Linked DNA regions of Mus musculus: regions 2, 3, 4, 5, 6 and 7 are each linked to region 1. Evidence: chromatin contacts called from public ChIA-PET, HiChIP or PLAC-seq and promoter capture Hi-C data. All regions are on one chromosome and are shown on one strand. Each heading gives the region's core, a stretch centred on a gene start, on an enhancer-like site or on the middle of the called end of the contact. The rest is flanking DNA. Distances are from core to core; before and after follow the strand shown.

The links. Promoter capture Hi-C pulls out the DNA fragments that hold promoters and counts their contacts. ChIA-PET counts read pairs in DNA pulled down with a chosen protein or histone mark. HiChIP or PLAC-seq counts read pairs in DNA pulled down with a chosen protein or histone mark.
Region 2: an RNA polymerase II ChIA-PET map of memory CD8 T cells shows a contact between it and region 1, with 11 read pairs. The contact joins the enhancer-like site here to the promoter of Emsy in region 1. A contact is called at or near these places in 11 of 39 promoter capture datasets (the 3T3-L1 cell line, 3T3-L1-derived adipocytes, cranial neural crest and 7 more) and 4 of 115 datasets of contacts at active chromatin or transcription factors (T-cell acute lymphoblastic leukemia, embryonic stem cells, memory CD8 T cells and 1 more).
Region 3: a FOXA1 HiChIP or PLAC-seq map of pancreatic cancer cells shows a contact between it and region 1. The contact joins the promoter of Capn5 here to the promoter of Emsy in region 1. A contact is called at or near these places in 2 of 39 promoter capture datasets (the C10 cell line and embryonic stem cells) and 3 of 115 datasets of contacts at active chromatin or transcription factors (astrocytes, bone marrow-derived macrophages and pancreatic cancer cells).
Region 4: a promoter capture Hi-C map of liver shows a contact between it and region 1, with 2.1 times the contacts expected there. The contact joins the enhancer-like site here to the promoter of Emsy in region 1. A contact is called at or near these places in 7 of 39 promoter capture datasets (the 3T3-L1 cell line, cranial neural crest, frontonasal cranial neural crest and 4 more), 1 of 484 Hi-C or Micro-C datasets (CD4 T cells), 1 of 115 datasets of contacts at active chromatin or transcription factors (pro-B cells) and 1 of 9 other capture datasets (embryonic stem cells).
Region 5: an H3K27ac HiChIP or PLAC-seq map of the NIH/3T3 cell line shows a contact between it and region 1, with 6 times the contacts expected there. The contact joins the enhancer-like site here to the promoter of Emsy in region 1. A contact is called at or near these places in 19 of 39 promoter capture datasets (the 3T3-L1 cell line, 3T3-L1-derived adipocytes, the C10 cell line and 12 more), 8 of 484 Hi-C or Micro-C datasets (CD4 T cells, the N1E-115 cell line, cardiomyocytes and 5 more), 25 of 115 datasets of contacts at active chromatin or transcription factors (the NIH/3T3 cell line, the SCID.adh cell line, astrocytes and 19 more) and 3 of 9 other capture datasets (adipose tissue, embryonic stem cells and macrophages).
Region 6: an H3K4me3 HiChIP or PLAC-seq map of neural tube shows a contact between it and region 1, with 5 times the contacts expected there. The contact joins the enhancer-like site here to the promoter of Emsy in region 1. A contact is called at or near these places in 17 of 39 promoter capture datasets (the 3T3-L1 cell line, 3T3-L1-derived adipocytes, the C10 cell line and 11 more), 4 of 484 Hi-C or Micro-C datasets (the N1E-115 cell line, nephron progenitors, palatal mesenchyme and 1 more), 20 of 115 datasets of contacts at active chromatin or transcription factors (astrocytes, bone marrow-derived macrophages, cardiomyocytes and 13 more) and 2 of 9 other capture datasets (adipose tissue and embryonic stem cells).
Region 7: an H3K4me3 HiChIP or PLAC-seq map of forebrain shows a contact between it and region 1, with 5 times the contacts expected there. The contact joins the enhancer-like site here to the promoter of Emsy in region 1. A contact is called at or near these places in 7 of 39 promoter capture datasets (the 3T3-L1 cell line, the HPC-7 cell line, cranial neural crest and 4 more), 1 of 484 Hi-C or Micro-C datasets (embryonic stem cells), 8 of 115 datasets of contacts at active chromatin or transcription factors (bone marrow-derived macrophages, craniofacial prominence, embryonic brain and 5 more) and 1 of 9 other capture datasets (adipose tissue).

The regions. Positions count from the first base shown.
Region 1 is chr7:98,654,202-98,658,578 of GRCm38.p6, reverse strand. Emsy (EMSY, BRCA2-interacting transcriptional repressor) reads left to right here and starts at 2,010. Exons shown (of 20, transcript NM_172280.2): 1 at 2,010-2,105; 2 at 3,727-3,835. The coding sequence starts at 3,766.
Region 2 is chr7:99,126,669-99,131,045 of GRCm38.p6, reverse strand. The region is part of intron 1 of Uvrag (UV radiation resistance associated gene); the gene reads left to right. Among named protein-coding and RNA genes, the nearest start is that of Uvrag, 12 kb to the left of the region's middle. Within about 2 kb of position 1,870, at least 66 of the 459 cell types and tissues checked have an H3K27ac peak or open chromatin away from gene starts, as enhancers often do. A contact at or near this core is called in memory CD8 T cells and pre-B cells, where this site is marked.
Region 3 is chr7:98,176,281-98,180,657 of GRCm38.p6, reverse strand. Capn5 (calpain 5) reads left to right here and starts at 2,384. Exons shown (of 13, transcript NM_007602.4): 1 at 2,384-2,614. Gm16938 (predicted gene, 16938) reads right to left here and starts at 3,464. Exons shown (of 3, transcript NR_045972.1): 1 at 3,170-3,464; 2 at 1,248-1,333.
Region 4 is chr7:99,100,125-99,104,501 of GRCm38.p6, reverse strand. The region is part of intron 3 of Uvrag (UV radiation resistance associated gene); the gene reads left to right. Among named protein-coding and RNA genes, the nearest start is that of Uvrag, 39 kb to the left of the region's middle. Within about 2 kb of position 2,576, at least 124 of the 459 cell types and tissues checked have an H3K27ac peak or open chromatin away from gene starts, as enhancers often do. A contact at or near this core is called in liver and pro-B cells, where this site is marked.
Region 5 is chr7:99,082,997-99,087,373 of GRCm38.p6, reverse strand. All of the region lies in intron 5 of Uvrag (UV radiation resistance associated gene), which reads left to right. Among named protein-coding and RNA genes, the nearest start is that of Uvrag, 56 kb to the left of the region's middle. Within about 2 kb of position 1,938, at least 91 of the 459 cell types and tissues checked have an H3K27ac peak or open chromatin away from gene starts, as enhancers often do. A contact at or near this core is called in the NIH/3T3 cell line, the SCID.adh cell line, astrocytes and 5 more, where this site is marked.
Region 6 is chr7:99,063,750-99,068,126 of GRCm38.p6, reverse strand. It overlaps Uvrag (UV radiation resistance associated gene), which reads left to right. Exons shown (of 15, transcript NM_178635.3): 6 at 2,245-2,327. Among named protein-coding and RNA genes, the nearest start is that of Uvrag, 75 kb to the left of the region's middle. Within about 2 kb of position 1,991, at least 45 of the 459 cell types and tissues checked have an H3K27ac peak or open chromatin away from gene starts, as enhancers often do. A contact at or near this core is called in neural tube and pancreatic cancer cells, where this site is marked.
Region 7 is chr7:99,044,279-99,048,655 of GRCm38.p6, reverse strand. The region is part of intron 6 of Uvrag (UV radiation resistance associated gene); the gene reads left to right. Among named protein-coding and RNA genes, the nearest start is that of Uvrag, 95 kb to the left of the region's middle. Within about 2 kb of position 1,940, at least 30 of the 459 cell types and tissues checked have an H3K27ac peak or open chromatin away from gene starts, as enhancers often do. A contact at or near this core is called in forebrain, where this site is marked.

The DNA.
Region 1 (4,377 bases), core at 761-3,260:
TAAATTCTTGTTTTATCAATCTACTTATGTGGGACCTTAGGGATGCTTTTTAACCCGTACCAAGGACCTATTATGTAAGAGATGGAGGGTCAACTCTAATAATCTGTCACTTATTTTTGACTTACTGTAAAAGTTTTTGTTGTCTTAAAAGATTTACTTTCGGTGTCTGGGTATTTTGCCTGCGTGGATATCTGTATACTACATGTGTCCAGTGCCTAAGGTACTCCTGTAACTGAATTAATGGTTGTGAGCCATATGGGTGCTGGGAATAGAACCCAGCTTCTCTGGAAGAGAGGCCAGTGCTCTTAAGCACTGAGCCATTTCTCCAGCTCTTTAGAGACAGGGCTCTACTATGTGAACCCTCTCAGTTCACCAGTTCCTGAACAACTGTGCTTTCCCATTTATAGAGTGGTGAAGCTTAATTACGCCTGTCTCACGGAGATGCTGCAAGAGTCAAATCATAGAATGTCTGTTAAATTACAAAACCTCCTATTAAAACTTAATTTACCAGTGAGGTGGTGGTGGTGTACACCTTTGATTCCTGTCTCGAGAAGACTTAATTTACTACCTTGCAAGGTATTCTTAAGAAACTGACCTCAAAATAGGGTGCAATAAGAAGGCCAGGAGAGCTGTATAGGAAATGGTCCTTTTTATTTCTGACTAACCTACAGCTCCATTCAGGAGCAGGAGTAGACTCATATGCAGTGGTTCACAATTTACTTAAAAACTTCTTCTTTTTTCTTGTTTTGGTCTCGGTGTCTCTTGCAGTCCAGTCTGACCCTGCATTCCTCATCTTCTTCCACTTCTACAGTGCTGAGATTATAAATGTAATTCATAATGAACTAGGAAAAGAACTTTCATTCACGTTGTGTATCTTAATATTCCCACAGGGTAGTTTTTCTCGTGTGTCCATCCTAACATCCCTTAGTGCTAGGAATCCGATTCAGGTCTCCAGGTCTTGCACATACTTGACAAGCAATCTGCCATTGAGCTAGATGTCCTCCCAGTGGTTACCCTAGTTTTCACGGGAATCTGCTAACAGAAGGATGCACACTAACAATTCCTCAAGATTTGCACTTTCATTGCATCCGATGCTACCAGAGTTCTTTATTTAGAGGGAGGACACAACAAAATTCGATGGGATTTATAATACTAGAAATTAACTTTGAGTTCTTGGATCAGAGAAACAATATATTGGGTCCCTATCGATCTGTAAAATAGGGGCACAAGGCCTCCACAACATTGTGTGGTTAAGAACAAAGGCTGATGGTGAACCTACCATGTCGTAGTGCCTCAAGTAAGTCCCTTCTTCCCTTTGTCAGATTTTGCACGAGATATCACTACCTCTCCTACTTCGTACATGGCGTAACTCCAAGCTGAGACCGCTCGGATTCCTTTCCTCCACTTGCAACTCCTAACACCGAGAAAGGTGTACGGGCCACTGTGAGGTCTTCTCTCTCCGTAGTGGATAACCTTTCTTGAGTTGTCGTTTGGGTGGCTGGAAGACGCTGATGACTACTCCCAAGCGTCTACGGAACCAGATCTTAATCCTCAACTGGGCATCAGGGACCAAGCTGTGTTCTTTTCATCCCAACCCTCGCTAGAGTGAAAAGGTCGAAGCTCAGCTCCAATTACAGACGCCATCTTGACCGCTACGTGTGACGCCACACGTACAGCCGAAAGAGCAGCTGATTGGCTGGGAAAGACCGGAGGATAGGCGCGCGAAGCTGGAGACTGGAGGGTAATGTAGAAGCCGAAAGGAACTACACTCCCAGACTTCCTTGCGCATGTGACCAGCAAGCAGCAAGAGAAAGAGGAGCGAGGTTGGACTCGGACTACAACTCCCACTAGGACCCGCGTTGTCCGCCCTTTCCTTTCAAAAGGCAGAGGAAAAGGGACAGGAAGAATGGAGGCTTTTGAGTGCTCGTTTCTCAAAAGGCGGGAAAGGCGAACTACACCTCCCGGCGAGCCGCGCGCGCCTGCGCCTGCGCTCTGGTATCTGTCGCCATCTTGCCCCTTCTGAGGCACCGCAAACAAACCTAATTCCTGGTGTCCCCTAGTCTTGGCGGAGGAGCCTTTTAGATGAGCCCCGAAAGGCCGGGCAGGTGGGTGTCTCTCAGGCAGGGTCCTGGGAAAAGCTGGCAGGCTATCCAGGGTAGGGGAGCGCTTGGCCAGGCACGGGGAGCCCGGCTTGGGTCGGTCAGCCCCATCCTCCGTTGTTTCCTAACGGGATCGCGGGGCTCCCTCAAGTGGACTGAGGGCGACTCCGGCATGCCTGGTGATGGGACGCCGGAGGTCGAGGTCTAGGAGCCCCGAGGCGACTCCGGGTTGTCTGACTGTCTGTCCGTGCCCCCGCTTTTTCTCCGTTGTCGTCTCCGCTGAGGAGTGCGCGAGGCGCGGACGCTGGCCAGGGTTCCCAAGACTGGCTGCTGGCCGCGGGGGCGCGGGCTTGACATTGGAACCCGCTCGGAGCCGCGCGGGCGAGGAGCCGGGCGGGCTGCTCTTGTTGTGGTGCTGTGAGCGAGTGCGTGTTTAGAGAGGGGGCGGGGCGGGCTGCCTGCTGACACTTGAGCGGGGGACGGAGTCGGTGCGACCCCGGTGCCGGGAGCACGCTCCGGCTTCTGCTGCCCGGCTTTCCTTTGCTGTGCGGCCCCGCCGTGCGTTTCCCTGGAGGGGATGCTTTGGGATGCCGTGACGTGGTACCCGATTCGGGCGGTCGCCGGCCGCCTCCGAGATTCTACCGGGAGGCGGGGACTGGCTTGGGGAGCGAGCGGATTCCTTTGGCTCTGCCCCTTCCTCCTCTCCACCCCCTTTCTTTATGTCATCCTGCCAGCTGGGGCGCGCCATCCAGTTTGGCTCGCTCAGAGTTGGTTCTGAGCTCAGAGGACTATGGGAAGTAGGGGGAAGGGGGCTCCACTTGAGGCCAAGAGTTGGAGTTAGCAACCCAGAGCCTGGAACGCAGTTGAAGAGTCATATCGGTTTAGTGTTTGACTCTTAGGCTGGCTCATTCATTCATTCTACTCTGCTGCTGACCATCCATTTATCAGTTTAACAGATGTTAAGGAAGATCTACTGAGTTCTCAACCTGTAGTGTAGTTTTGTTTGACCAAGGAATTCACAGTGCGAAATTCTAGGCTTTTAAACTTTTGGTAACTGGTCGAAATGACTCTTTTTTTACTGCCAAAACTTGAGAAAAGAGTTATTGAGTTTCATTTATCCAAATGACATGCTCCACCGTTTGCTTATTTTATCTCCTAACTTATTATTAAGGAAACTGGCAGAGGTCAAATCACTTGTCCAAGGTTGCACAGGTGGTAGAGTCTGTTTGGCAAGTCATATGCCAGCCACTATGACAGAACTTGGCTTGCCCTGTTTTCTAAATAATACTTGAAACAAACTTGGGATTACTTTTTTTTTTTTTTTTTTTAAAATAAAGGCATACAAATTGGGTTCAGAGAGGCCAATTCACAAGGATGAAACAACTAATTATGTTGTAAAGCTGGAACTGGAACCAAGAAGTGTTTGACTTTAAAACCTGTTCTTTCCCCTGTTAGTATGAGCTGGGTCATTGTGCTCTCAAATGGTGTTTTTTTTCCTTTGTCAGGAGCTGGAGTGTGGAGATGAAAATGGTATGAGTTATCTTTTCAATCTTAGTTTGTAGCCAGTCGAAGGCTTTCTATATCCTTGCGTATACATTGGTAATGTGATTTGTTTTTCCTCTGATAGGGAGGACAAGCTCTTTGGGGCTACCAGACAGAAGCAGCAATGCCTGTTGTGTGGCCAACCCTTTTGGATCTCAGCAGGGATGAATGCAAACGGATTCTTCGAAAATTGGGTATGCTTTTTGTTGTTTTTGTTCTAAGCCGGGTTCTCACTCCATAGCCCAGGCTGTCTTCAGAATCATGTCGGTCTCCTTCCTCAGCTTCCCGTGTGATGGGACCACAGGTGTGCTTGGCCGTGCCTGCCCGTTTTATTTTTGATATTTTATATTTCTCTGTGACCTTTTCTTTTTCTGCTTGGTCATGGCTGTTGGTGGCATAGTCCTCAGGACCTAGAATGATTTGTACACGAGATGGAGGAGTTATGACACAAGGAGCCATGACAAATGGGAAGCCTTCTCCTTATACATCTCACATAACACTCAAGCCCCAAAGGTGGATTGCTTTGGTTTGGTTTGGTTTTGGTCCCCTTTTTACATAGGAAGTTTAGACATGAGGCAGTACTCCCATTAAGTCATACAGTCAGTATTTGACTTCTAGCATTGTGCTTCTCAACCTTCCTAATGCTGTGACCCTTTAATACAGTTCCTGACATTGTGGTCACCCCCAACCATAAAATTCTTTTGTTGCTACTTCATAACTGTAGTTTTGCTACTGT
Region 2 (4,377 bases), core at 621-3,120, 470 kb before region 1:
TCTCACAGTTGATGGTTTGCCTGGCTCCTTGGTTCAGTTCTGCAGCTGTTTACCTGGAGTTAGTCTTAGATCTTGGAAGTTGAAGGTTGATCCTTATAAAACTTTTGCTTCAGACTGCTGTTGCAACTCTTAGGCTACCTATACTTCAGATGTGAGCAGGGAGCTCCCATGCCCCTCGCCCACAGTTCAGTTATTTGCAGCAATAGCTCCTGGAAATCAGCAAACCAGCTTACTTACAGCACACAGCACTAGAAGTCCCATGGTAAGGTGTGGGGAAGGGTCTGGGCTTGTGTAACCTGCTGGGTATCCCACCCTCTCTGTGGCCCCATTATGCTCAGCTCACGATGTCCTGCGTCTGTTGCTCAGGATTCACAGTAATTCTGTTAACTCAGGCAGGCTTGAGTAAACAGTCCTCTCTGCCTCCTCCAGCCTCCAGTCCTCCTCCAGCCTCCAGTCCTCCTCCCCATTCAGGTAGGAAGCTCCTGCTCTCTAATCATGCCTTGTCCGTTTGTGCAGAAGCTCTCTGCGGCTTATATTCCAATTTAGTTAGTTGATTGTGTGCCCTTTGCCGCTCACTTTCCGTGGCTCACATTCCAATTTAGCTAGCTGACCACATGTCCTTTTCAGAACATCTCTGGTATTAGCTTTCTGTTACAATGAAGAAAGAAGAAAAGAAGAATCAATTATGAAAAGGGTGGGCTTTTGGAAATTTGGAGTTAGGAGGCTTCAATCCATGACCTCATTGCTTGCCCTTATGGTGAAACAGCCTGGACTCTGTGAGCACAGCAGCTCAAAGCTGTCCCTCCTGACTGGGGAACCCCAACATCCCTTTAAGGGTGCATGCCCTAAAGACTCTGCTAAATCTGAGCTCCTGAAGTTTGTCACACTTCCCAGTGGTGCTATCCCAGGGACCAAGCCATTAACACACAGGCCTTTGGGAATGTTCTAGACCTGGTCTCTGGTTCCCTTCAGTTCAGGATCCAGCTGCCATCCAGGTTTAGTCAATTTATAAACAAAGAACACAGGCTTTGCCTTTTAAAAGTGTCAAGGCTAGGGATGGTGTGGCTCAGTGGTAAATCCCTTACCTAGCTTGCATGAAGCCAGTGGGTTCAGTTCCAGCAGAGAGAGAGAGAGAGGGAGAGAGAGAGGGAGAGAGAGAGAGAGAGAGAGAAGAGGAAGGAGGAAGAGAAGAAGAGAGAGAGAGAGAGAGAGAGAAGGAAGGAGGAAGAGAGGGAGAGAGAGACCAAACAACCCAAAACCCCTCCTGTTGCTGGGCATGGTGGTGCACACTTATGATCCCAGTTCTTGGAACTTTTTGAGTTCCTTTTGCAGTAATGGTATTCAGAGGTGTTGCTAGCAAATCACAAGTAGTTAGGAGATAATAAAATGATCTGGTTTATTACGATATGGTATGCAAGGAGAAGATTTGTGATTGCTGGAGGTTTGGGGCCCTGTGCTTGTTTATGAAGCTTAGAATGAGCGGAACAAGAGGACCTCGCTACGTAAAGGAGCATGGGTTAAATTTCTAAGAAAGGATGCAGCCGGAGTAAGGAGAAGTCAAAGTTCTGCCTTAGAAATACCAAGTTCTGGCTTACGGTAGTCTCTGCCTGGGATCAGCATGTCCATGCTAAATGCATCTCAGTGCCTCGAATCTTCCTAAGGAGTTGTCTAGAGCTTGATAGTAGGACCTGAACTTTAGTTTTCAGAATCGGAAGTTGATAACACAGGCGGAACCGTGTATGCCTGCCATGCTCGGAAGACAGTGGATGGACACTGCTGGCTGTTGTAACTGGGTAGAATACATGAGACCCAAAAGGCCAAGAGGCCTCACAGGTTTTGAAGCCGGGTGTCTCAGGGGCAAGCTTGGTGCACCCATCTGGGAGATCAGGCCCAGTTTCACTTTTGCTTCTTACTAACAGTGTGAAGTGAGTACTCCCTGCTTTGATTCGGGCTTTCTCATTAAAAAATAAGTCTGGATGCTGTAGATCTCTGCTTCCATCGAAAACATGCATTTGAAGTACCCGGTGACAAAGAATAAGGGATCTACTTGAGTAGGTCATTGCTGTGCTAGGACCTAGGGTCTGCATGAGGAACACATTCGCTGGTGGTGCAGGGTCCCCTGGCTTAGATGACTTTCAGAGGCCTCTCTGGTCTGCAGTTCTGGAATTCTAGTCATTGACTGTTTTGGGTCTGAGGTCTGTTTTCCTTCTCTTTTCTCATCAATATGAAGATAGCTGAGTTCTAGCCTGTCTCTTTCCTTCAGTCAGCCATGTACTTCCCTGACAGCCCCGCCCCTAACAGCCCCGCCCCCATCTGTCTATCAGCTTATTTTCATAAAGTTCCTCACTGTTTCTGCAGGGCCTTCACACCCATTGCTTTATTCTCCAACAAGCCACATAGGTGCACGGATGGACATGTCTACACTCTGCAGGAAGGGACACAGCCAGTGGTTGCTCACTAGCGTGTATAGAGCATCCCTCAAGTTCAGGGTTACTGTAACCTGAGCTTTCACTGTGTTGCACTTCTACAGGGAATGGCTGTTACATATGTCTCCATTTAAAGATTTATTGCAAGGGGGCTGGAGAGAGATGGCTTTTGGGACCTTGAAAAGCAGCTTGTTTTCTGGGTGAGCTAGGGTTAAACCCCGGAGACCCAGCAGATAACTCTGCAAGGTATGGAAGGAAGTTTGTCATGCTCCCAGACACCAGGCTCCTGACATGAGGGCCCAGCTCCTTAATTCTGTGGCCATTAGTCAGGTAGGGCACCGCCCCAAGCTCCTGGTATTCTGTCTGGACTCCACGCCCACAGTTACCTAGCAACAGCCAGGTAGGCCTGGCCCACTATGAAAGGGGCTGCTGGCCCCCTCCTCCCTCTCTTACTCCTGTTTCCCTCTTGCTTCTCTCTTGCCCTCTTGTTCCCCCTCTCTCTGCATTCCCTTCCTCCCTGCATTCCCTTCCCCCCTCTCTCCACGTGGCCATGGCCGGCCTCTTCTTCTCTACTTTCTCAGCCTCTACTACCCTCTTAGCTCCCCTTTCAGCCATGACAATAAACACCTTTAAACCATGGACTGCCTCTTCTTATTGGACGGCACATCTAATATCCTTGTGCTCTCAGACTTGTTTCCCATTAAGCCAAGCAAACTAAGGACTCTCCTCTGTGGGAACCAGCTGGAGCGCTCTCCTGCCCTTTTCCCTCTGGCCAGGGCTAGTGCCCGCCCTCAGGCACCCACTCTGTTCTCAGCTCTTCCAAGGCATTCAGCGGCACCTGTGGTGCCCAAGAGTGAGAACCTGCCGTCCCTGGTCTCTGTGCAGGCTGGGGACCCCAGAGCCAGCTCTTGCGGTGTCTGTGGTACCCTAGAATCCAAGCCGAACTCCAGCAGTTCAGCGGGGAACTCTGACTATGCTTCCCAACTCCTGGAGCGGGGTCCTGCAGCTTCCCGAAGCCAGCCTGGCAGCCTGGGGTGCTTGCAGTCAGACTTCCTGTGTCCAATCCCGCCTCCATGAGTGGCCCTGTGGTGGAACAGCCGCGGGACACCATTCTAACCCACAATGGCTCAGCAGTTAAGAGCACTGGCTGCTCTTCTGGAGGATGTGGGTTCAATTCCCAGTCCTCCAGGGCAGCTCACAACTGTTAACTCTAAGATCTGACAACCCTCACACAGACACACATGCAGGCAAAACATCAATGCATGTAAAATAACAATAAATAATTTAACAAAGAGATTTATTGCCCTCTTCACTTTTCTTTCCCCACAAGACAAGGTTTCTCTGTTTAGCCTGGCTTCCCTGGAACTCTTATCTGTATACTAGTCTGGCTTAGAACTCACAGAGAGCCACTTGCCTTAGCCTCGCCAGTGCTGGGATCAAAGGTGGGCGCCACTACCGATGGACTTTTTGTCTTTTTTTTTAATGTAAATTTATTTTTTTATTTAAAAGTAGGGAATATATTCCTATGCTTTCTCATGTAAAATGTGTATAAGATTTTGTGTAATGCGTAAAGATATCGTGTGCAGTCCCCACCCCCCCCTCCTGGGGCAAGTATTTATACTTAAACCTCTCCAGCCATCACAGCATTGCATTCTTTTCTCTCTGTGAAGTGCAAATGACAACACAGGCACCATACAAACTATTGAAGACTAGTAGTTTCTTGACTTGTTTCATCGACACTACATTATTTATTCTTCATGGCTGTGCAGTATTTTTCACTATAGGATCCATAACTTAACCACCGGTGTGTATATTTAAAGTTCGTTGCAGTTTTTCTCTGATAGGAGCCATACTTTACTCTGCGTCAGTTAGCTTCACGTTACTGTAACATACTTAAGATAATCAGCTTTGAAAGAGGAGCGAAATATTCCGAGAGCTTAGTGTGTGGTCA
Region 3 (4,377 bases), core at 1,135-3,634, 480 kb after region 1:
TAACACTATTACTCAGGAACAGTAATGATGGTGTTACTGACCTGAGCAGAGAAGATTCTGATTCTGGGCATTGGTGAGAGGCATAGAGCTCTGCAGAGCTAGGTAGAACGGGTTCTGATTCTGACCAGTAGAAGGGATGGGGCTATCCCTGGAAGGAATGAGTCCCCAGTTACAAGGGACTTTAAGTAGATCAAGGGGCCTACAGTGATGTCCTTTTCCTGAAAGCCAGGAGAGGAGAAGGAGAGGCCCAACACAAAATAGATAGAACCAGCATAGTTCGGTAGGTCTGGATCCCGGTTCTGCTGTTTACTAATTTTGTGACCTGGGGCATCTCCCTGAGGTTCAGGTCTGCCATTGACTAAGTGGGGCTAATAACTGTGAGAATTTAATGGAAAAACACCTAGCCATCAGGCTCGTTAATGGCACCATTAGATGACTAAGCTTATAAAAACCAATTGGCAGGGTCCTGAGGCCAACACATTGGCAAAGATGCATCATCCGCCCCCCAGAAAGCCTTGTTAGGTAGGCAGCCCAGCTCTTCCTGGCATGCCTTGATCTTCTGCTCCCCAAGGATCAGAGCCTCTGCTCCTCCATCAAGTCCAGATGCCCTCGACAGGTCGCTGTCTCTCTAGGTTTCTTCCCTCATCTGTCAGGAAGGTGGACGCTGCCAGAGATGGGCTCTGAGACAGGCCTCCCAGTCCAAGCCCGGTTCTAAGGCACCTGGGCCTAAACATCATGATGCAGGGTATGTGTCTCTGCTGCTGGAGACACTGTATCTTTATACAATGAGCAGGCTGGGCTAGAGGACAGTAACAGCTAGAGGGCCCCATAAGGACTTCCCAGGAGTTAAGCCAATGAGACCCCACGACTGCAGTGTGGGTGCTGCTTTGAGTTCTGCAGTACAGGTCTCATGTCCAAGGCCACACAGCTAAGGAGTCAAGGCAGAGCCCACGAATGAAACCAACACATAGTACCCTCTCCTGGCTCCATACTCAGAGCTATAGAAGAGAGTCAGAGCATTCTCTGGATACCATGGCTTTGTGGGCTGAAGAACACACTTTCCCAGACATGACCCCTGCTCTATCTCGGAAGATTTGAGAGGTGCCCTGACAGAGGTAATGCTACTTGCTACCTTGCTTGAGGACTTTGACTGAACCTTTTTGACATTTTTTGTCTCCACAATCACCATGTGCTTCTCCTAGAAAGCCCATTTTACAGACAAGGAAACTGAGACCATTAAAGGATATAGAACTTTCTCGGTAACTGGTGGAGTGAGCCCTTGATCCAGATCTGCTTTGTGGACCAAGGGCTTCTGGACAGAGACACGCTGAGGCTGTGTGGAGGCAATAGAAGAGCTTTTCTGTGGGGATGGAAAGAATGTAAAAACCCTAGGCCGGCGGCCATAGGCCAGGACTAGGGTAAATGGAGAGCGGAACCTAGTAGTCTTGGAACATTGTGCGTGGGTGGTGGTGGGTAGGGGGAACAGCAACATGGTTGGAAACTATTTGGTCAGTCAGGTAACCAGATGGAGCTACACTTAGGTGGCCAGGGACAGGGGTGAGGTAGAGGGCCGGATGACTGAGGTTGAGGTAATCATTAACAGAGACCAGGAAACTAGAGGGATGAGTGGGCCTGAGTTTCTGACCTGTGAGCGACTAGTATGACCAGGTCAGACAAGCTTTGTCTCTGTGGCCTTAGAGTGACCCAGCCTACTGTTGGCCAGCCCTGGTCATCTATAAATCTCCCTGGGATTCCCCCAAACCGCCTGGCCTGAGGAGATTGCAGTTTCCACTTCACAGAGTAAGAAACCAAGGCTTGGTGTATTCCAGGGCATTCTGAAGGCAGTCAGAGAGGGTCAAAAATCTGGGCCCTGCTGCTTTAGTCTACACTCAGAGCAGATAAATGCCCAGGACAGGACAGGTCTGGACAGGATAGGGCCAGCTTCCCTTAACTGACTGGGGCCCTCTGGACACCTCACCAGGGCCTACATTCCTCTTCTCCAGCTAAAATCTTGGGAATGGGTGTTTGGATACAAATGGAAAGGGAGTGGTTCTCATCTCATTGGGTCTTCCCATTCTCAGCTGCCCTGCCTTGGCCCTGTCTGAGCCCGGCTAAGATGCATACCCCAAGTCGGCCAACATTCTCTGCCAGCACTTAGTGGGGCACGCAGGTCCTCCAAGGCCAATGGCGAGGTAGGCAGCCAACGTCCCGGGATGCTCTCCTATCGCGGACAGCACTGGAGTGGGGTTTGAAGGAGTGTTGGGTCAGGGCCACCCTTTCAGTTTCGAGCCAGCACTATCGGGCGGCCTCAGGGAGGGGGGTGGGGGGGGGGAGGCACAGCCTCTCTAGTTCGCATGCGCAACAACCTCCCTTTCCCCGCCCCGCCCCACCCCGGGAGACCACGCCTCTGGCCTCCAATGGGAGGAGGCTGAGAGGAGGGGCGGGACAGACTGAAGCCCGGGGGTCCAAGTTCCAACCCCCGCCTGCGGGCTGCCGGGGTATCATCTCCCCGCAGAGTCCCAGGCTGTGGCGCGGGCTGGTCTAGCCTCCGCTCCAGTGCCCGCACTGTGCTCTGCATCCCGGGAGTCCAGCTCCAGCTGCGGCGACGCGGCAGGTAGGAGGCGCTGCGCGGAGGGAGGCGTGTGCGAGCGCACATTAGTGTGCGTTTGGGTGTGTGTGCAGGTGCAGCGCGGGCCAGTGCGTGCCTTGGGAGCACGAATCCGAGCAGGGGTTGTACATCCCGCGGATTCAGGGCTGGGAGTTGAGCGCTGGCCTGCAGGCCTAGGAGGCGGAGCCCCACCCCCACCCCACCCCCCAAAGATATGCCCGGGGCCCCTGAGCTCATCCCTACCTCCACCCGCAGCCCTGGGTGAGAAATCAACCTCACCTCCACCTGGGTGTTCTGAGGCCGCGTTCCCAGTGCAGAAGTGCTGGGGTGTGCTTATCACTGGTGGGCTAGACTCTAATCTTCCTTACAGGTCCCCTTTCCTGTCCTCACGCCTGTGCTCCTCAACCCATTAAACCTTCTAACCTTTCTAGATGTCCACATCCCATGGTTTGGAGTAGGCATGAGACCATGAGACCAAAGATCCCAGGTAGATGACCCTTCACCCCTTCTTGGCCACAATCCCCTAGTTGAATGGGGGTGGGGGGGGGGGCTCTTCCTTACCTTCAGGGCTGGGTGTGTGGCACTGGGAGCAAGGCGGGTCTGGCAGAAACTGGCTTTTTTCGGAGACAATTCAGGATTGATCCTATCTCCAGCTGTCAGGATTGGGGGTGGGGAGTGTAGGAAAGGTCCCCCTAAGGGGGCCCAGGGGTGGAGTGGGGCTGAAGAGCAATAACAGGTGCTCATTTGCCCTGGCAGTCTTTCCTGTGGTGAGAGTCAGCCCCAGACTTCACACAGATGAGCCCCAGCAGCAGAAGGGAAGGCAGCCTCTCTCTAAGGTGACCCAGCCAGAACTGGCACCCAGGATCCCAAGACACAAGCCTTGATCTCCTCTGTGCCAGAGGGTGGAACACTCAGCCAATGCCCAGGGCAGCTAAGTGTTCAGGGAGATCTTCCTGGGAAGCTCTGCTGTGCAAGGGAGGTTGAGGCCTCCCTGGATCCTTGCTGGTCCTTGCTGCAGGCTTAGTGTTTTGGGTGGAGGTGAAGAAGACCAGGGGGGGTCGGGTGTGGTGGGCCCAGCTGCTGCTACTGCCCTAGGCTGGGTCAGAGCTGAAGCCTGGGTGGAGCCTAACCTAAGAGGCTTCTCTTCCCACTGAGAGGATGGAGGGCCAACAGATGAGCTCCTGACTGGCGTGGTGAGAAGGCAGAGTCAAGCACAAGTCAGAGGGGCCATCCTTGCCTGGGAGCTGATGAGAGTTCATCTGAACAAGGACTAGGAAAAGTCCAACAAGGTGAAGAAAGGACCGTAGAGTCCAAACTACGAAACAGTCAGGCTAGGAAAGCTCACGGACAAACACAGGGTGTGACATTGAATGCCAGTCTGGACGGTGGGTGTGTCTGACAAGGACCATCTTTAGCTACCCTGGGGAAGAGGTTGCTATAGAGGTTACAGTAGGGAGAGCCCCACCCCCTTCCTGGCTGTTCTCAGCACCCACTGCAGGCTAGGTGTGACAAGTCAGGAGAGAACCCTCTGGGGCTCCCGGAACAGGAGTGGAAGGTCTAGGGGAAGCTTCACGGGCCCATTACTGGGTAAGAGCAATGTCTGCCTCTGAAACAGTACCAAACAGGTGGCAGTTGGGCATTGGTGGCAGGAAGCCTGTGGCTTTCAGTGGGACATCTGTGGGCTTCTCAGAAGCCTCTGCTGTCTCTGTCTTATTCTTCTCTAATTTCCCTGAATGCTCTTAGGATGGCTCTGAGATCTGGTCCCCCCA
Region 4 (4,377 bases), core at 1,327-3,826, 450 kb before region 1:
ATTGTGTTTGTGAGTGTGTATCTGTGTGAGTGTGTGTCTATGTTACTATGTCTGTGTCTGTGAGTGTGTGTGTGCCCATGCAGAGCGTCAGTAATGGGCTTTTCTGCTCAGCTGTAGAAGACATTTGTCAAAAGATTGCAGAGGTTTCTGTACCAGCTCTGTCCCTTAGACAGTGTGAGGCTCTGGAGTTGTTCCAGATCCTAGCCCAAACTCAGTGTCTATTGCAGTCATTGTGGTGGGACTGTGGTATCATTGTGACGTCAGTTTGTACGTCCTCATAGACTGTTCTGACTGGACACCTTTCCTAGTATTGATTGGCCGTTTTGATGATCTCACGTTAGAACAGTGGGAGAACATGCTAGCTAATGCCAAGTTTAAGAATAAGCAAACCTAATGCAAGGATTTCAGACTTTAAGTAATTAGAGATAAATTTTTTTTTAAAAACACGTTTATTTATTTATTTATTATATGTAAGTACACTGTAGCTGTCTTCAGACTCTCCAGAAGAGGGCATCAGATTTCGTTATGGATGGTTGTGAGCCACCATGTGGTTGCTGGGATTTGAACTCAGGACCTTTGGAAGAGCAGTCAGTGCTCTTAACTGCTGAGCCATCTCACCAGTTCTAGAGATAAAATCTTATAATGTAACTCAGGTTGGCCTTGAATAATCTTCTTGCCTAAGCCTTAGTACTTACTCCAGTAAGTACTAGAATTATAGGCACGAGGCCCTGTGACTGGCCTGAAACTTTACGTTTATAATATTTGTTTGATATAACTTGGTAGCTTTTCATTTTTTCCATTTCCATTATTTAAAGACATATGCAGTTGCTGGTCTGTTGAATCTCAGTGAATATGAATTCATGCCCATGTCACCTTTTTGTGGTCTCCTTCTTCCCAATCCTTTAAAATGGTTTTACATGCACACATTTGTCTACCTGCGTGTGTGCATGTGTGTGGAGGTCAGAAGAGAGTGTCGGATCCCTTGGAGCTGGAGTCAGAGGCATCCGTAGGCCACCCTGCTTGTTACAGGGAGTCTGAACTCCAGTCTGCGTGACTGTTCAGCACGTCTCTCTTCCTCTCTTCCTTCCCTTCTTTTCATAAGGGAGAATTATTTAACTTCTCAAGAACTCCAGGTTATTATGAAGAACATTAGTTATTATACCAAGCTGGTTTTTCAGTGGCTGCAGCACAAAGCCACACCCATAGCTCTTACCTGGAATGGTCCCTTGTGTAGCCCGTGTCCTGGGGACAGTTACCTAGGGCTGGAGATGCAGACGCTGCTTTCCTCTGAGGCTGGTCTCTGGTGCAGTATAAAACTGGTCATGGTGGTGCTTGCCTGCAGTCCTAGAACTTAGGAGGTTCAGAAGTTCAAAGTCGTCCTTGGCTGCACAGGGAGTTTGAGGCTAGCCCAGGATATATAAGACATGATTTTGTTTTTAAAGCAAGTTTTCTACCACTTCCTGCCTTTGGAGTCAACTGTAAGTTTTGACTGCCAGCTCCAACTATGACCCCATGTGTGACAGACAGGTTCTTACTGTCTCCCACGCATGAGTCCTCTGAAGAAGCAGTCACACAGGCTCTGGAGTTCTAAAATTAAGGCAAAGTGTGTACACACATTGCTAATAGGGGCCTGTAGGTCTTAAGTTAAATGCACTGGAGAAGCCTCTGCCTGTGGGGTGGGGAGGAGACAAGGGAAGCCTGGTGCTGTGAGGTGCTGGGAGAGAGAGTCAGGGACTTGGAGTTTCCCTGGAGCGGATGTGTTGTGTTCTATAAAACGAGCCAGGATCTGTTTTGTAGAGCAGGGTATGGTGAGGTGAGCCTGCCCATGCTGAGGCACCCCTTCCCCCTGAGGTCTAGAGTTTATTTGGGGGCATGGGAAGGAGGATTGAGAAGGGAGTAGTGGCAGAGAAAGACACAGAGGGAGGGGGGAAGGGACAGGAGAAGGGAGGGAGGAATACATAGAGAGAGGGGGGAGGGGAGAGAAAGAGAAACAGATCAGGAGGGAGAGAAGAGAGTCTGAGAGAGAAGGGACAGAGAGCTTAAGGAGGGGCCAAACAGCCCCTTTTATCGAAAGCCCGGCCTACCTGGCTATTGCCAGGTAACTGCTGGGCGGAGCCTAGGAGGAATGCTAACTGAATGGGCCTTAGGGCCTCACAGCTCAGAGTGCTCTTCTTTTCTAGTGATAGTTACACCAGCCTGTTTTTAAATGGCCATTTAGAAAACATGATGTACGTCAGACAGAAAGGCGGCACCATTTTCAAAGGAATCTTAACTTCTGCTTTCCACTGTAAGATTTTTTTACCTTAAGCTGATTAGAACTTCTTTAGTACAGTACCTGGAATATAATGTGCCATTGTTGTTGTTTATTTAGCAAATATCCTTGCTGTGTTCCCAGGGAACTAGTCGGGGAAGAGTGTCAGGAAGGCCCTGCAGCCTTACAAAGGGTCTGCAGGAGACCCTGACAGTTGGCAGGCGAGGCAGACATGGTCAGTGACTAGGTAACTAGGGAGTCCCCAGAGGCCGCCGCTTCCTCATTCAAAACTTGAGTTAGGTTGACAGGTTCAAAGGTCCTTGTTTTTCCTGGCATTTCTAGAATAGATAAACTAATGTTGCCTGTCACACGTTCCTTCCTCATTTGTGCTGTTCCTTCCTCATTTCCTCATTAAACTACACCGAGTACAATGCTCAGAGGAAGACTGGGGGAAGCAGAGGAGAGCAGGGGGGAGCAGGGGGGAAAAGAGGGGAGGAGGGGGAGCGGGGGAAGCAGGGGGAGCAGAGGGGAGGAGGGGGAGCAGAGGGGAGGAGGGGGAGCAGAGGGGAGCAGAGGGGAGGAGGGGGAGCAGAGGGGAATACGAGGGAGCAGAGGGGAGCAGGGGTATAAAGGGAGCAGAGAGGATTAGGGGGGTACAGTGGAGAGCAGAGGGGAAGGGGGACGGACAAACAGAGGGGAGCCTAATCTCAGGCTCCAGAGCTAGAGTTAGTCCAGAACTCTCCTACAGGATTCTCAAGTTGTAGATGAGCCGAGGACCAGTTCCTGCCTGGCTGATCTGTGAAGGTCACTGTAATCTTGTACTAGTTTTAACATTTGCTTCATGTCCGTTCTCTTAATTGTGTCTTGTTTGCATTTTACCAACCCGTTGGCAGGGATAACTGGTTTGAGGTATTTGAGCACAGTGTCTCAGCAATCACTGGCTGACCACTGAGCTCTGCAGAGAGGTTACCATTAGAAATGTGGGTTAGGATGGGTGAATGAGCATGGGTCAGCCCAGCCCACATGGGTGGAATGACAGGGAGAGTCATTTAACTTCCTCTGAAGAGAGGAGAGGGCAGTGTGCAGTAGAAAGGGCATGACTAGGCTACATGCCTGAATCCCACATCCCACAGTCCACTGTCTCAGGGTCTTCAGCTATAAAGACTGAAACCCCATTACCTGGCAAGACTTCATGAGCTTAAGCAGGGTGATACTGAGGGTGAGAGGGGTGGGGAAGCCAGGTGATGGGGGGGTGTTGGGGTATTGGGCACCTCACACAGCAGCTGCAGGTGTACTGCCTGCAAGCCTTCCTTTGTTGCCTCACACCTCTGAGTGCTTGTAATACATTCCCTTTGCCTGGCATTCCCAAGTTTAATCTGCTGAAATTCTATTTGTGCTTTCGAAGCCAAGCTCCGTGCTCTCGGGCATCCTCCCTGCTTCTTAGAGTTTATTGTTTGTTCTGTGCTGCTGCGTAACCTTTAGCATGACTCTGTCACTGGACTTTGCACTGTTCCAGTGTAATCGTTCCTGTTTGTACTGGGGATGGTACCCAGGGCCTTGCACTTGCCAGGCAGTCACTCTGCTGTCGGGCTACATCTCCAGTTTTAAATGTCAGTCCTTTGGGGGCATTGCCTATATGCTATTGCCCCGCCCATTGTTTGTGCATATTATGCATGCGTGTAGTGTGGTTTATCACCTCCCATCCCTTCCCTTCTCCTCTAGTTCCTTCTCTATGCCTGAAGAAAACGAATTCTTCCAACCCCAGCAGCTATCAATTCCCAGCTGCCTAACTCCTCAGCTTGGGGTGAAGTGTAATGAGCGCCCCCACCCCTACCCCACTCCAGAGCTTGCTGGTGTGAAGTCCTGTGCATGCAGTCGCAGCCACAGCGAGTGCTTGTACGCAGTGCTTCTGACGTGCTTGGCAGATACTGTTTGACTGCAGCTGTCCAGAAACCTCTCCACCCCTTCACCCTTTATAACCCTGAGCCTTGGAGGTGGGGATGCTGTGCGGCTGTCCCAGTTAGAGCCGAGCACAGCATGTGTTCTTATTCTCTGCATGATGACCAGTTGCGTTCACGTGTTAATCTGTGCTTGCTTTTAATCATCATGTATTTTCTTGAATGCAT
Region 5 (4,377 bases), core at 689-3,188, 430 kb before region 1:
ACAGTGAGATCCAGCCTCAAAAGAGAGAAAGAAAGGAACTGAAACTGAAGCTGTTTCGTAGCCATTGCTGTCTCTGCATCTAAAGGTGATGAGAGGAAGGCGAGGCAGAGCCCCGTTTGTTCTTAGCCGGGAGCTTCTGTGAGCAGCATCCTTGTGGCGGGGACTCAGCATCTGCCTCCTGTTTACACTCACCACAAACCACTGTGGTGGTGGCTTTGTTCTCCATCTCACAGTACAGGCAGGAACTGACTGGGAGGATGCACTCCATAGGGTCTAGAGAGCGGCTGAGCTGAGATGTTAGTTATGTGCCCAAGGCTGCTTCCCCCACTCTGACAACTTTTACCAAAAACCAAACCAACCAACCAACCAAACCAAAACAGTCCTCCCCCAGCCTTTTGTAAACTCTTCACATTGCTTTTGCTCAGAAATTGTTGCTCATAATCTCTGCTGTGAGGATGTCACACTCGGATGCCCTGTCTGTCATTCCTGAGTGCCTGCCCAGGGTTGGCTCCTGTGTTCAGTGCTGAGCACAGTGGTGAAGGAGGGCTGGGGGCAGACACACCCCTCCCTTCCAGCTGTTTGGCTAAGACAGGAGGATGGCCTGTCCTGGTCCCCAGAGGAGGGATTTGGTTGCTAACGTTGTAATCCAGGTTCTGAATAGAAGACAGTATGTGAAAGGTGTGGGCGCTGAATGGAGAGAGCTTTCCAGGGGAGGAGGCTGAGCTTGAAAGGCCACAGAGTAGAAAGGGCACAAGGTGAGTCTGAGGGACAGAAGGGAGGTGAGAGTAGCCCCAGGCCAGCCCATGGGGAGTTTCGAGATTTTATCCACAGGACAGAGGCGTGTGCTCTAACCAGATTTATGTAATAGTTTAGCTCTGGCTTATTTTAAAGAGCAAGAGTGACTGTGGAGAGACAGTGAGAAGGACCTTGCAGTGCCATGGACAAGAGATGACAGTTTGGCATGGACCATAGCAGGGTAGGGAAGACAGATGACATCCAGGCCCAGGCACGTGCTAGGCAAGCTCTTTACCACTGAGCCACACACCCAGCTAGGAAGGCGACAGAGTTGGGGTTTTAGGAGAGAAAATCACTAGGATTTGTTGTGGTTTGCATTTGAGATAAAAGGAAAAAAGAGATGTCAAGGGTGATTTTGGATTTCTGGTTTAAAGTAACTGGATAGATGAAAGATGATAGCCACAGGAAGCTTAGCGACAAGGCGGGGTGGGCAGGGAGGAAGAGCACAGATCCTGAGGTAAGATGGCCACAGGCATGTGCAGTGTCTTTAAACCCCTGTGTTGACGACAAGTAGCCATCTGAATTCCTGAACCTGGAGAGAAATGAACTATAAACATGGGGCGATGACAAAGCCTCTGAAGTCATGTGAGACACAGGCTGGCAACATGCTGTTCAGTAGAGAAGGACTGAGTAGCCCAGGCTGGAGAAGAAGCAGGCAGTGGTGTGACCAAGAAGCAGTAGAGCACGTGCTGCTGGGTCTGGGGCCCAGCGTCTCTGCTTTCTTCTCTCCCATCTCGGTAAACTGTGGGCTTGGCTGGTCCTGTTGCTTTGTTTTTTAAGGAGATGCAGTGGTCAAGTAAACCAAGAACAGAAAAATTGCGTTGTGTACTTTAGCAAGTGGATTTATGCTAGGTGGTGTCTTTAGAACATCCAACTCCGGAAGTCTTCCCTTTGTGTCCCAGCTTCATCTTCTGAGTTCCTGGAGTCCTTGAACATCTTCCAGATCTCCTCTGCCAGATGCACTGCTCTGTCCAGTGGCCTGCCCTTCTTCCCTCTGTAGGCTTTGTGGGGTCAGACTGACATGAGCAATGCTGACCTTCCCTCACCCACCCTCCCCAAACTCCCTGCCACAATGCTTGGGACATGGTATTTACTTAGTAAAAACATTTGGGATTAAGTCAGAGACTTGTGAGGCTGCCATTGCTGGGCTGTTTGCCATTGCCAAGGCTGGCTGTCCTGGTGTGGGAGGGAGGGTGACTCACTCTGCAGCCGGTCCCTGACTCTACATCTGGTAGAGTCTTGCAGTCAGAGGCAATGGTAGCATTCAGAGCCAATGTCTGCCCGCCATTGTAGTTAAAACCCCAAGAACCCCACGGCTAGAGACTCACAGTTGGTGACCGTTGGTGTAAGCACCAGTACCCGGCTTCTCTGTCTACTTGTGAACAAGTAGAAAGTTTTGAACAAGTTTTGAACAAGTTCAGACAAGATGGGTGACAGGAAAATGGAGTTCAGAAGGTGGCTTGAGAACAGATAAAACTGACTGGCAAACATTGTTTAACTTTGACTAAAAGCTCGCCATGACTAAAAAGGCTTGTGTGCATTTCCTCTTGACCTGATCCTCTTCCCTCCAAAATAACAGAGCAAATGGAAATGAAGTCGTCCCATTATAGACAAAGCCTAGTCCTCCAAGCCAAGCAGTGTTGTGTGTTGGCATAGACAGTTCCTCATGATGTAGCATCTGGGAGGAGCTGAGCCACGCATGCCCAGCCTTCAGAGCTCATGGATAAGCCACCTAGAGCTGCTGAGGAGGAGAAAGCTACAGCCCAGAGGGATTTGAGAGGGTCTTTCAAGATGGGGTCTGGGAATTTTTTTTTCCTTTGTGGAAGCTTGGGAACGTGGAATGAATAGTTAACCCTAACAGTAGTAGCAATAACTAATATTTAGTGAGCGCTTAATAACTAATATTTAGTGAGTACCTAATTTACTACCAGGTAGCAAACACTTTCCATCTTTACTGTGTTTTAACTCCACAGTTGTTTGTCTATAGAAAAGAAACTGGTACAGAGAGATTTAGTAATTTTCCTAAGATTGCACAGCAGACAAATAGCCAGAGCCGGGATTCAGACCCAGATGGTTAGGAAATGTTTATCAAGTATGTGCTTGTTATGTGTGCTACATTTTATTCCGTAGTCCTCCAGTTAATTAGCTTTGTCAGTTTAGAATTCTTTAGCAACTTTCAACAGAACTCTTGCAATATCAGCTGACACTTAAAAGCATTATCTGAAAAGACTTATCTGTATTACTTGTGCTCTTGTGTCTGTGTGTATGGTTACAGGTGCCTACAGAGGCTGTGTGTGTGTGTGTGTGTGTGTGTATGTACATGTACAGGTCCCTACAGAGAATATGTATGTATGTGCCAATGCAGGAGCCTGCAGAGAGTGGCTGTGCCATGGCTCCCTGGAGCCAGAGTTGCAGGTGGTGTGAGCTGCATGCTGGAGGTGCTGGACACTGAACTCTGGTCTTCAGCAAGAGCAGTGCCGAGTGATTGCTTTTAACCACCGGTACATTTCCTCAGCAACAAAAAGCGTGGTTCTTTGTGACTATTGGTGAATATATTAAGACTGTCTCTGGGGGCTGGTGAGGTGGCTCAGCGGTTAAGAGCACTGACTGCTAAAGGTCCCGAGTTCAAATCCCAGCAACCACATGGTGACTCACAACTATCCATAATGAGATCTGATACCCTCTTCTGGTGTGTCTGAAGACAGCTACAGTGTCCTTACATATAATAAATCTTAAAAAAAAAAAAGAAAAGACTGTCTCTGGGTTGGAGAGATGGCTCAGCAGTTTAGAGTATTGGCTGCTCTTCCAGAGGTCCTGAGTTTAATTCCAGCAATCACATGTTGGCTTACTGCCATCTATAATGGTATCTGATGCCCTCTTCTGTCATGCAGGCATACATGCAAATAGAGCACTCATATACAGAAATACATCTTTAATAAAAAATCTAGATTAAAATAAATGGGCCTGGTGAGATGGCTCAGCGGTTAAGAGCACTGACTACTCTTCCAAAGATCCTGAGTTCAAATCCCAGCAACCACATGGTGGCTTACAACCATCCATAATGAGAGCTGATGCCCTCTTCTGGTACGTCTGAAGACAGCTACAGTATACTTAGATATAATAAAAAATAAATCTTAAAAATGTCTCCTATACCAAACAAAAAGCAAGTCAAAGAAATGTAGACAATCAAACATAGTAATGAACATTCTGGCATAGGAATTGAAGTGTAGGGAAGTGGCTGAGCGAGCACTCCCGGCTGAGATAGAGACAAATGGATGTGGAAAAGAAACTTCAGAACTTTAGAATAAACTTGAAGGGGGAAACTTGAAGCTACCAGGGAGAAGAGCTTTCCTTACTAAAGAGAGTAAAGTTGGACCCTCATCACCTGCAGCAGGTGCTAGAAGTCTTAACTGGAAAGCGCTGGCTGTCACCCACTAGTGAGCAGCCTTGCCTCTAGCACTGTTTCAGGCAAAAGGGCATAACAGCTACATTTAATTTCTAAGTTGAGCTTTACAGCTCACAGACATTTCACCAACAGGGAATGACCTGAAAGGGATGATGTGCGATGTAAGAGAACGTAGA
Region 6 (4,377 bases), core at 742-3,241, 410 kb before region 1:
TGGTCATGGTGTCTATTCACAGCAGTAAAACCCTAACTAAGGTATCCTCCTTGGTGGCAACAACACTGATCTGTAAGGATGCTCGTTCTTCTGCATTTTGTTGGCGTAGGCTGTTAATACTATTCTGTTACAGCTGACCTCTTGTAAATGAAGTAACTCTTCACTGTTGTTCCCTCCGAGTTTCTCTAGCACCAGTGCTGCTGGGCATGTGGCCAGCAGTCATGACGTTCTATGACGAGCTTATTTCTCCCTTGCCTAGCCCTGGCACCCTGCTGTTGATAGGTTGTGTTGGTTGATCATAGATACTTGGGTTTAATTTCTACACCCTCATCTGTTTCCTTCCTTCCTTTCTTTGGTCCTCCTCTGGCTCTGACCATCTTGTTTGGATTGCTGTTGCCTCCCCGTACGTTTTGAAGTCAGACAATGTAAGTCTTCTTTGTCATCTCTCAGCCTCCTCTGCGTTTATGGGGATTGAAAATTGGCTTTTCCCTTTCTGTAGGAAAGACAGATAGGATTTTGATGGAGAGGTGTTGAATCTGTGAATGGCCTCGGATATTATTGCTGCCTTGACAGTATCCAGAACATAAGATGTTTTCCATTTTATTTTGGTCCAATTTGGGTGTACTTTGTATTTCCTGCCTAATTGTTCTGGCTAGAACTTAGGTTGGATCATGTACTAGATTTTTTTTTTTCTCTTTCAAAGCTAAGTGTATGAATAGCCCACATTTTGTTTGTTGTTTCCTCTGTCTGTGGACTCTTGGGTTATTTCCACCTATTGGCAGTCGTGAATAAGGCTACTATGCCTGCAGATACACAAATCTTAGATTCAGATCCTTGCTTTCTTTTGGGGATGTATCCAGAAACACTTGCCAGAGTGCATGGAACCATCCTTTCAATATGCTGCTAGATTAGTTTTGCTAATATTTTATGGAAGATTTCAGTGTGTGTATTTATAAAGTATAATAGTATGAGGTTTTCTTATGCTTCATTTGGCTTTGTTCTAAGAGTAGTATTGATCTCATATAGTGACTTAGAAAGTCCCTTTGGTCCCCTCCTTTCTCCTCTTAAGACTTTGAGCTGCATTGGTATATTGGTATATTATCATTAAATAATTATAGGATTGACTAGTCAAGTCTCTGCCTGCCTCCACACTTTTATGCCTTTATATTTAGTTCTCTCAGTAGTCTTATGATTACCTCTTTATGCATGAAAAGTCTGTTTTGGTTTTCTGTTTCTTCTTGAGTCATTTTTGGTAGCTCATGAATTCCTAGAAATTTTTACCTTTTCCAGAAACTTCCACATGGAATTCCACAGTGACTGTGCTAACTCACACTCCTTTTCTCACATCCGTGCCAGTGTTTATTATTAATTAAAAAGTCTGTGTTTTGGTCCTAGCAGAGACTTAGTGTTTGCATGGCTTGTTTTATGAATACTAACTTTTCCTATAACATTTATGAGGTAGGCACAACTGTCATTTCTATGTTACAGACAGGGAAAGCAATTGACTAAGAAGGTATAGGTGACAGTCACAGACCTGGGACATTAAGGGTTTGAAAGGATCATGAAAGTCTGAGTCCAGAGTCTTTTTCAGGGCCCCAGGTAGCTCAGGCTGGCTCACTATGTAGCTAAGGATGACCTTGCACTTCTGACCCTCCTGGCTCCACCCCCTGAGTGACAGGATTATGCATGTACCGCCACCTCTCGTTTTTCCAAGTGCTGCTAATGGAATCTGGGCTTTACACATGCTGTGCAGACACCCTATCAATGGCTATAGCCCCAATGCCCAGTCTTTTTATTAACTACAATTTACACTGCCTTTCTTAAGTAACTTGTTCCTATGTCACTGTGTTATGTTGGTGCTTGTGTAGGTGGGAACACTTGTTTCTTATATTCCCAAGTGGGACTTGGCATCCAGAGACAGCATGGTGTTGGGAGCCAGCCTCCTGGGAAGAGTGGCCCACCCTCTGCAGTCACATAATGTACTGAAGGACTCTGAACCGTCCCTGGGAAGCTAACCACAGCCCTCGACCACAACTGTTTGTTTCTGTGGGAACAGGGAGAAGGAATTGAGTTTTAAATCCACTTGTCTGAGAGATTTGATGAGGCTCCCACAGAGATTATGCTTTTTGGGTCTCTAAAGTGGACCCAGGTCTTTGATGAGTCATATCCTGAGAAAGGCAGGCATGGTTGGTCTGGCACAGATTTTGTGTCTGTCTGTTTACTTTCTTCACCATTGCCTTTCAGGGTCATCCAAACGCACAGAAGAACCTCCTTCAGGTGGACCAGAACTGTGTTCGCAATTCTTACGATGTCTTCTCTTTGCTGCGGTAAGAACCTCCCTAGGGGCTCCTGGATTTGAATGATCTCTGGCTGTGGCTCTGTGGTGCTGAGGTGTGAGGGATGTCGGGCTGGAGAGGCCAGTGCTCGCTCAGGCTTAGCATTGTTTAGTGAAGGCTCCATAAATCCTGTTGTTCAGTGATTTAAGTTTATCTCCCTGACAGAGGCTTTGAAAAGCCATTTCCTCTCACTGGGTAGTGGGAAAGAACAGCTGCAGACTGCAGATCCGAAAGCAGAGTGCGAGGCTCTTGCTGGTCTGCAGAGCACGGACATCACTGGAACTTACCAAGGATGCTTCCCCAGGAGAGCCCACCCACAGCCCTAGGCGTGGCCTAGGCTTTTAGCTTGCTCGGCACCTTAAGAGGGCCCGAGGGCCAGGGCCAGGGGAGCTTTGCAGAGATCCAAGGCTCAGAGGTTTAATTGCCTCTGCTCTCTGTATGGATGCGTGTCTGTATGAAATGCTTGGGACTAAGTTTGAAAGACTTAAAAATCTAGCTTCACGCAGACTTTGTGTGCCCCGGTACAGGGGAACGCCAGGGCCAAAGGGGGGGAGTGGGTGGGTAGGGGAGTGGGGGTGGGTGGGTAAGGGGGACTTTTGGTATAGCATTGGAAATGTAAATGAGCTAAATACCTAATAAAAAAAAATGAAAAAAAAAAATAAAAAATAAAAAAATTGGTGCTTTCAAGATACACACCAACTTAAAAAAAAAAAATCTAGCTTCAGTTTTTCATGTGGTAGGTGATCAGGGACACTTCCCAGGGGACATTTCCCAGTATAGTCAGCGCAACACTCAGCCTTTGTTCGGCTCAGATTGCTAGTGGACATTTGATTTGGTTATCGTTTTTCTAATGTTTACTTAGCACATCATAAATTTTAGGGCCTTACATCTCCTCTATAGATTTTCTAGTGGAAGAATCCAGAAGGATTCATGAAGAATGGTTATCTGCTAAACATTATACAAGTGGCCTTTCCTTTGTGAGCCTTGAATCTTATATTTGATGACATAGAGTTTGGTTACGAGACTTGTGAAAATTATTCTTATGGGATAACAACCCGAAAGCTGCCACATATGTTTGATGACCTTTGACCTGTGTCTGAGAGGTGTCTTCAGTTTGACTGCTTGGGATGTGTAAACAGATAGGGTTTACTAATTGTATGAACATTCTTTTGAGTCTGTTGAATTGGGGACGTAGAAAGTGAAGAATAGAGTGTGCAGAAATAGTTCAAATGCAAATAAACTGCTACATTTCTTGACCTTGATTTAAGAGAACATTTTTTAAAAAGGTATTTTCTAAGTATGAGATTGTGCAATCTTATGGGAGAAAACAATAGCGCTAAAAGAAAAATCCCCAACTTAGAGAAAAGGGAGGCACTTGGGATAGTCAACCGAGAAAAGAGGGTATGTTAAAGGGTGCAGAAAGCTCTAAGCTGTTCAGGAGGATAGGAGGTAAGAGATGGGATACCATAGGAAATGCAGGAGTGGGGCTGCAGGGATAGCTCAGTGGAAAAGCACTTACCTGCCATGTGTGAGGTGCAGAGTTCAGTCCCCAGTACCTCCACTTGTCCTGTTTACTCCAGTTCATTTAACCGTTCTGGTTCTTGTGGTGGGAGAAGTGGTAGTGTTAAGCTGTATAGTTTATAGGTGCTTTTTAAAATCACTGTTGTAGTAATAAATTGCTACGAAACAACATAGACTTACTTTTGTGTGGGGTGTGGTGGTATATGCACATTGTGTGTGCACATGTGCATATGTATGTGTGTGTATGTGACTATGCGCGCACACACACACACACATGTGAGTGCACACATGGAGGAGGAATATGCACACCCAGAGGTCAGAGTCAGACCTTGGCTGTTTCACTCCATCACTCTCCACCTTACTTACTTAGGCAGGGTCTCTCACTGCGTGGCAGCGTACATCTCTGCCAGGCTTGTTGGTCAGTGGGCTCCTGGGATTTTTCTTTCTGTCCTCATTACTGTTGTTACAGTCCTGTCAGCCAAGACCTCTCACCAGCCCCAAGACCCAGTTTCTCTGAGCC
Region 7 (4,377 bases), core at 691-3,190, 390 kb before region 1:
TTTTTGGGCAAACAGCAAGTTTTTCAAATCCGTTTGCTCTGTTTTTTTTTTCTCTCTCTCTCTTTCTCTCTCTCAGTTCTCACTATGGACTTGGCTAAGCCAGACTCTGGTAATGTTTTTTTCAATGTGATAACAATTCAGTGTGAATGATGAGCTGACTGTATTCCCCTTGCCTTGTTAGTCTGTTAACTTTAAATTTAGCCTAAAAGTCTCAACAAAATGCACCCAAGTTCTTTTAAAAATTAATCTGAGTGGCCTCTAGTTCACTTCCATTGCCATCTGAAATCCCCGTCTGAAAGCTCGCTCACACTGCTGCGTGCTTCATCCTGCTCACTTACCTAAACCTTTCCAGCAAACTGGCTCTAAAGACTTAAAGAATGATGTGATCAGGTTAGTCATAGACATGTCCCTACTCCCAGTATTAATCTTCTGTGTTAGTTTTTCCATTGCTGTGACCAAATAACTGAGAGAAACAGTTCAAGGGTAGAAAGATTTATTTTGCCTCATGGGGTTCAGAGGTGTCAGTCCGTGACCACTGGTTCCATGACTGTGAGCTTGAGGGAAGGCACTGCAATGGTGGTAGCATGTAGGAGCAACTTGGCTTTTGTTGTAAGCTTTTTCCTTTCCCCATCAGAGACTATTTAGGGTCCAGTCTGTGGGATGGTGCTATCCACTTTCAGGGTGGCTCTTCTCTCTTGTAGTGAATTTCTTCTGGGACTGTGTTCACAGATACACCAGAGATATGGTTTGCTAATAGTCTAGGAAAGTCTACTTCAGTAAAGCTGGAAGTCAAGCTTAACGGTCATAGGTAGGATAGAATTCTCCAGTTAACTACTCTCTGATCCAGTCGATACTCAGCTAGTAAGCACTGGAGTCAGTTATCCTCGGCATACAGTAGGTGGTAACAAAACACAACTGGATCTCATCAAGCAGGACCAAGAGCAGGAGACAGCACCCGTGAAATAGCAAGAACCAGGCACACGTGCCTGACTTCTTAAAAAGACTCTCTTCCAGACGTGGACCGCATACCCTTGCTCTGTGAAGCCTCCACAGATCTCACTTCATTCTTTGTACCTTTTTGTATTTTACAAGCCTGCTATGTGCTGACCATTTAGCTTTAATACCCCGAATTTTTTCTTAAAAAAAAAACAAAAACAAAGCAGAAAACAACACAATCCAGGGTTTCTCTATATAGCCTTGGCTGTGTAGACCAGGCTGGCCTTGAACTCACAGGGATCTGCCTGCCTTTGCTTCTGGGGTGCTGGGATGAAAGACAAGCATCACTAGGCCTGGTTGCATTAGTTCCTTTGATAATGTTTATTTGTGGTTCTCCTGCTTTTAAACCAGGTCTCACTCTTTTGCCTGTCTCCTAGACTCAAGTGATTTCTTGCCTGAGGTTGTCAGTCAGCTGAGGCCATAGATGTTTGCCGTTTTGAGTTGTTGTGTATAAAGCTTATGCTGTGTGTGCTTTAGCGTCCCCTTTAGCCCCTTCAGCAACTCTGTTTGTTAGGTGTATGGCTCAGGAAGGCTCAGGGAGTTTTAATGGCTTATTCAGGCTTGCGTGGCATTTTCTTGTCTCCGCCCCCAGTGTGAGGTCTCCCCACTGTTGCCTGCTCTTTCTGATGGGATGCACAGACCCTGTGCTTGGTGAGGCTTTCTTTCATTTTCTTGCACTGTGCTGCAGCTCCGTTTGGGTTTTTTTGTAGATTTGATCAAAGAGCCATATGATCCTAATACGTCTTCAGGCTTCAGAGCTGAACCTTGCAGTGGGTGCAATTGCCAACGTCAGACAGTGTTTCCAAGGCTAAAAGTGAATGTCTTACTGACCGATCCTCCGTGTTATAAACTGCCGCTGTGGAACTGTTTATGTAGAGAACACAGAAAACAGGACTTGTATAATTTCTTTCAGAGCACATTGACTCACTGGCACTGAGTCAGGCATGCCAGTTTTGAAGCTTCAACACGAAGCCATCCCGTATCCTTGGAAACCATGGCTTCTCAGTGCTTGTTTTAAGCCACAGTTTTCCTTTTAATGTAAGTAGATTTTGATGGTAGAAAGAAGTTGTCATGTGGAATTACTTTGTGAAGTCATTTGAATAGACTTGAAACATCGTTTACACATAAGTAAACTCACTAGTCTCAAAGATGCCCGGGCACAGCATGGTGTACGCCCCCACCAGAGGCACAGTGTGCGCCCCCAGCCCCCTTCATTGCAACACACATGCCTGCATCTGCAGCTCAGCCTCGGAGGAGATGGCAAAGTCTCTGATAGGAAGCAAGTGGGGAAGGCACTGGTTTTCTGTGACTTTTTATGGGTTTTCATCAAAAAGCTTCTTTTCCAAATGAATTATTTTGGTGAGGTATTTTTGTTGTGGCACAAATAAAGAGAAGTTGAGGTTTGTTTTATAATTTTTCCTTTTTTTTTTTTTTTTGATACTGCTTTTCAAGTAAAAGTTGGTATGAGCAGTTTTGTTCACATCCTGCATAGATTGGTCACCCCGTAAGCAGGGGTTTATTGCGTCCGTGCTAACTCCTGTGCAGGGGAGACTCCAGGAAGTGCTGGGTTGCTTACCTTCAGAGACCCTAGCCAGGGCCTTCGAGGTAGCTGAGCCCACAGGCACTGTGCATCACATTCTCGCTCCGTGCTTGCTTTTCTAGAAACAGTGAGAGGAGGCCCCATGGCGACCACGAGAACTCCCCTCCTGCCACACACTTAAAAATTAAAGTGGACAAATGGCATGCCATTAACAAATCAGACCCTAGAATTAAAAGTTGAGACTCCCGTTCTGCCCTCCCCAACCTTGCCCATTTTCACCCATTAGGGATAGCTGCCACCTGGAACTCTCTCTGTTTTGACTTCTGGTGGTTATCTGTAAAACTTGACACCAACTTCTTTGTTTCTGTTATTTGATAAATGAGTTTTTAGATAGCGCGCTCTTGGCTTTGGCTCATGAGGAATGAGGAATTCAGGACATTCCTCCCACGGGGCCTCTTCCTTTTCTTCTGTCTTAATACTAGTCACATCTTTACATAATGAAGCTTAGAAATAACTTTATATTTGATAGTATTGCTATCAACTATTGTCTGTCTGTGCACGGACTGAGAATGGAGCCACGGGGGACTCCCTTCATCGTATGACTGTCAATGCTGATGGCCTGACCCCAAGCAGCCTCCACAATGCCACAGCCCAGTGACTGGGACAACGGAGAGACTGTTTAAAAGATTTAAAAATGTAATTATGAATTTGTGTGTGCATGTGTGTTAGGTATTTACACTACATCCGTGTAGGTACCCACACAGGCCAGAGACATTGGGCCCTCTGTGCTGGAGTCACAGGTGCTTGTACGCTGCCCAGCGTTGGAGCTGGGAAGCAATCTCCAGTTCAGCAAGAACAGTACGTCCTCTTAAACACTGAGCCATCTCCCGAACGCCTGAATAGATTTCTTTTGGCTATATTTTAATTCATTTGCTTAGTTATAAAGGACAAAGAATGTTTCTCTGGGTTGGATACGTGAATTCCAGCCATTTGTGTGTGAGCAACATTTAACGTTTTGCTTGAAAATTGAAATAGAATGGTGCCTCCTTTATATAAACTGCCAAACAATAGCCCTAAAGCTAGAGTTAAGCTATCTGCAACCGTACATTTTCTTCCACTGACAGAGAGAACGTACAGGCCAGGTTCAGAAACTCTTGTCTCTTCTGTGTCCTACAAATCCTGCTAATCGGGCAGTGGTGGCGCACACCTTTGATCCCAGCACTTGGGAGGCAGAGGCAGGCAGATTTCTGAGTTCAAGGCCAGCCTGGTCTATAGAGTGAGTTCCAGGACAGCCAGGGCTACACAGAGAAACCCTGTCTTGAAAAACCAAACCAAACCAAACCAAACCAAACCAAACCAAACCAAACCAAACCAAACCAATCCTGCTGATCTAGTCTCCACATCCCCAGTGACTTAAATATTACAGTTTAGTGATAAAGCTGGCATTGAAAACTCATTCTCAATAAGTTAGTTACTGAGTGAATTATCTCTGGGAGGAAGCTGATCTTGTGAAATATGTCGCCCTGCTCAGTGATGCCACTGGCTGAAGTTGCCTTCAGTGAGCAGACTAGCTGTTGACGGGTGTGTTGCCTGCAGTAAACAGACTAGCTGTCGATGGCCTGCAGTGAACAGACTAGCTGTTGATGGCTTGCAGTGAGCAGACTAGCTGTCGATGGCTGTGTTGTTTGGGGAGATTGGGGTTGAGATTCGGTATGTATTTCTTGCCTTCGTTTCTTGAGCATTTTATATTTCTTTTCCTATGAAATATTTCCAAATTTATGGGAGCGTTGCAGAAATAGTAACAAGTGCTCTCCCCCTGTTGCCATTGAAAGTAAATTAGA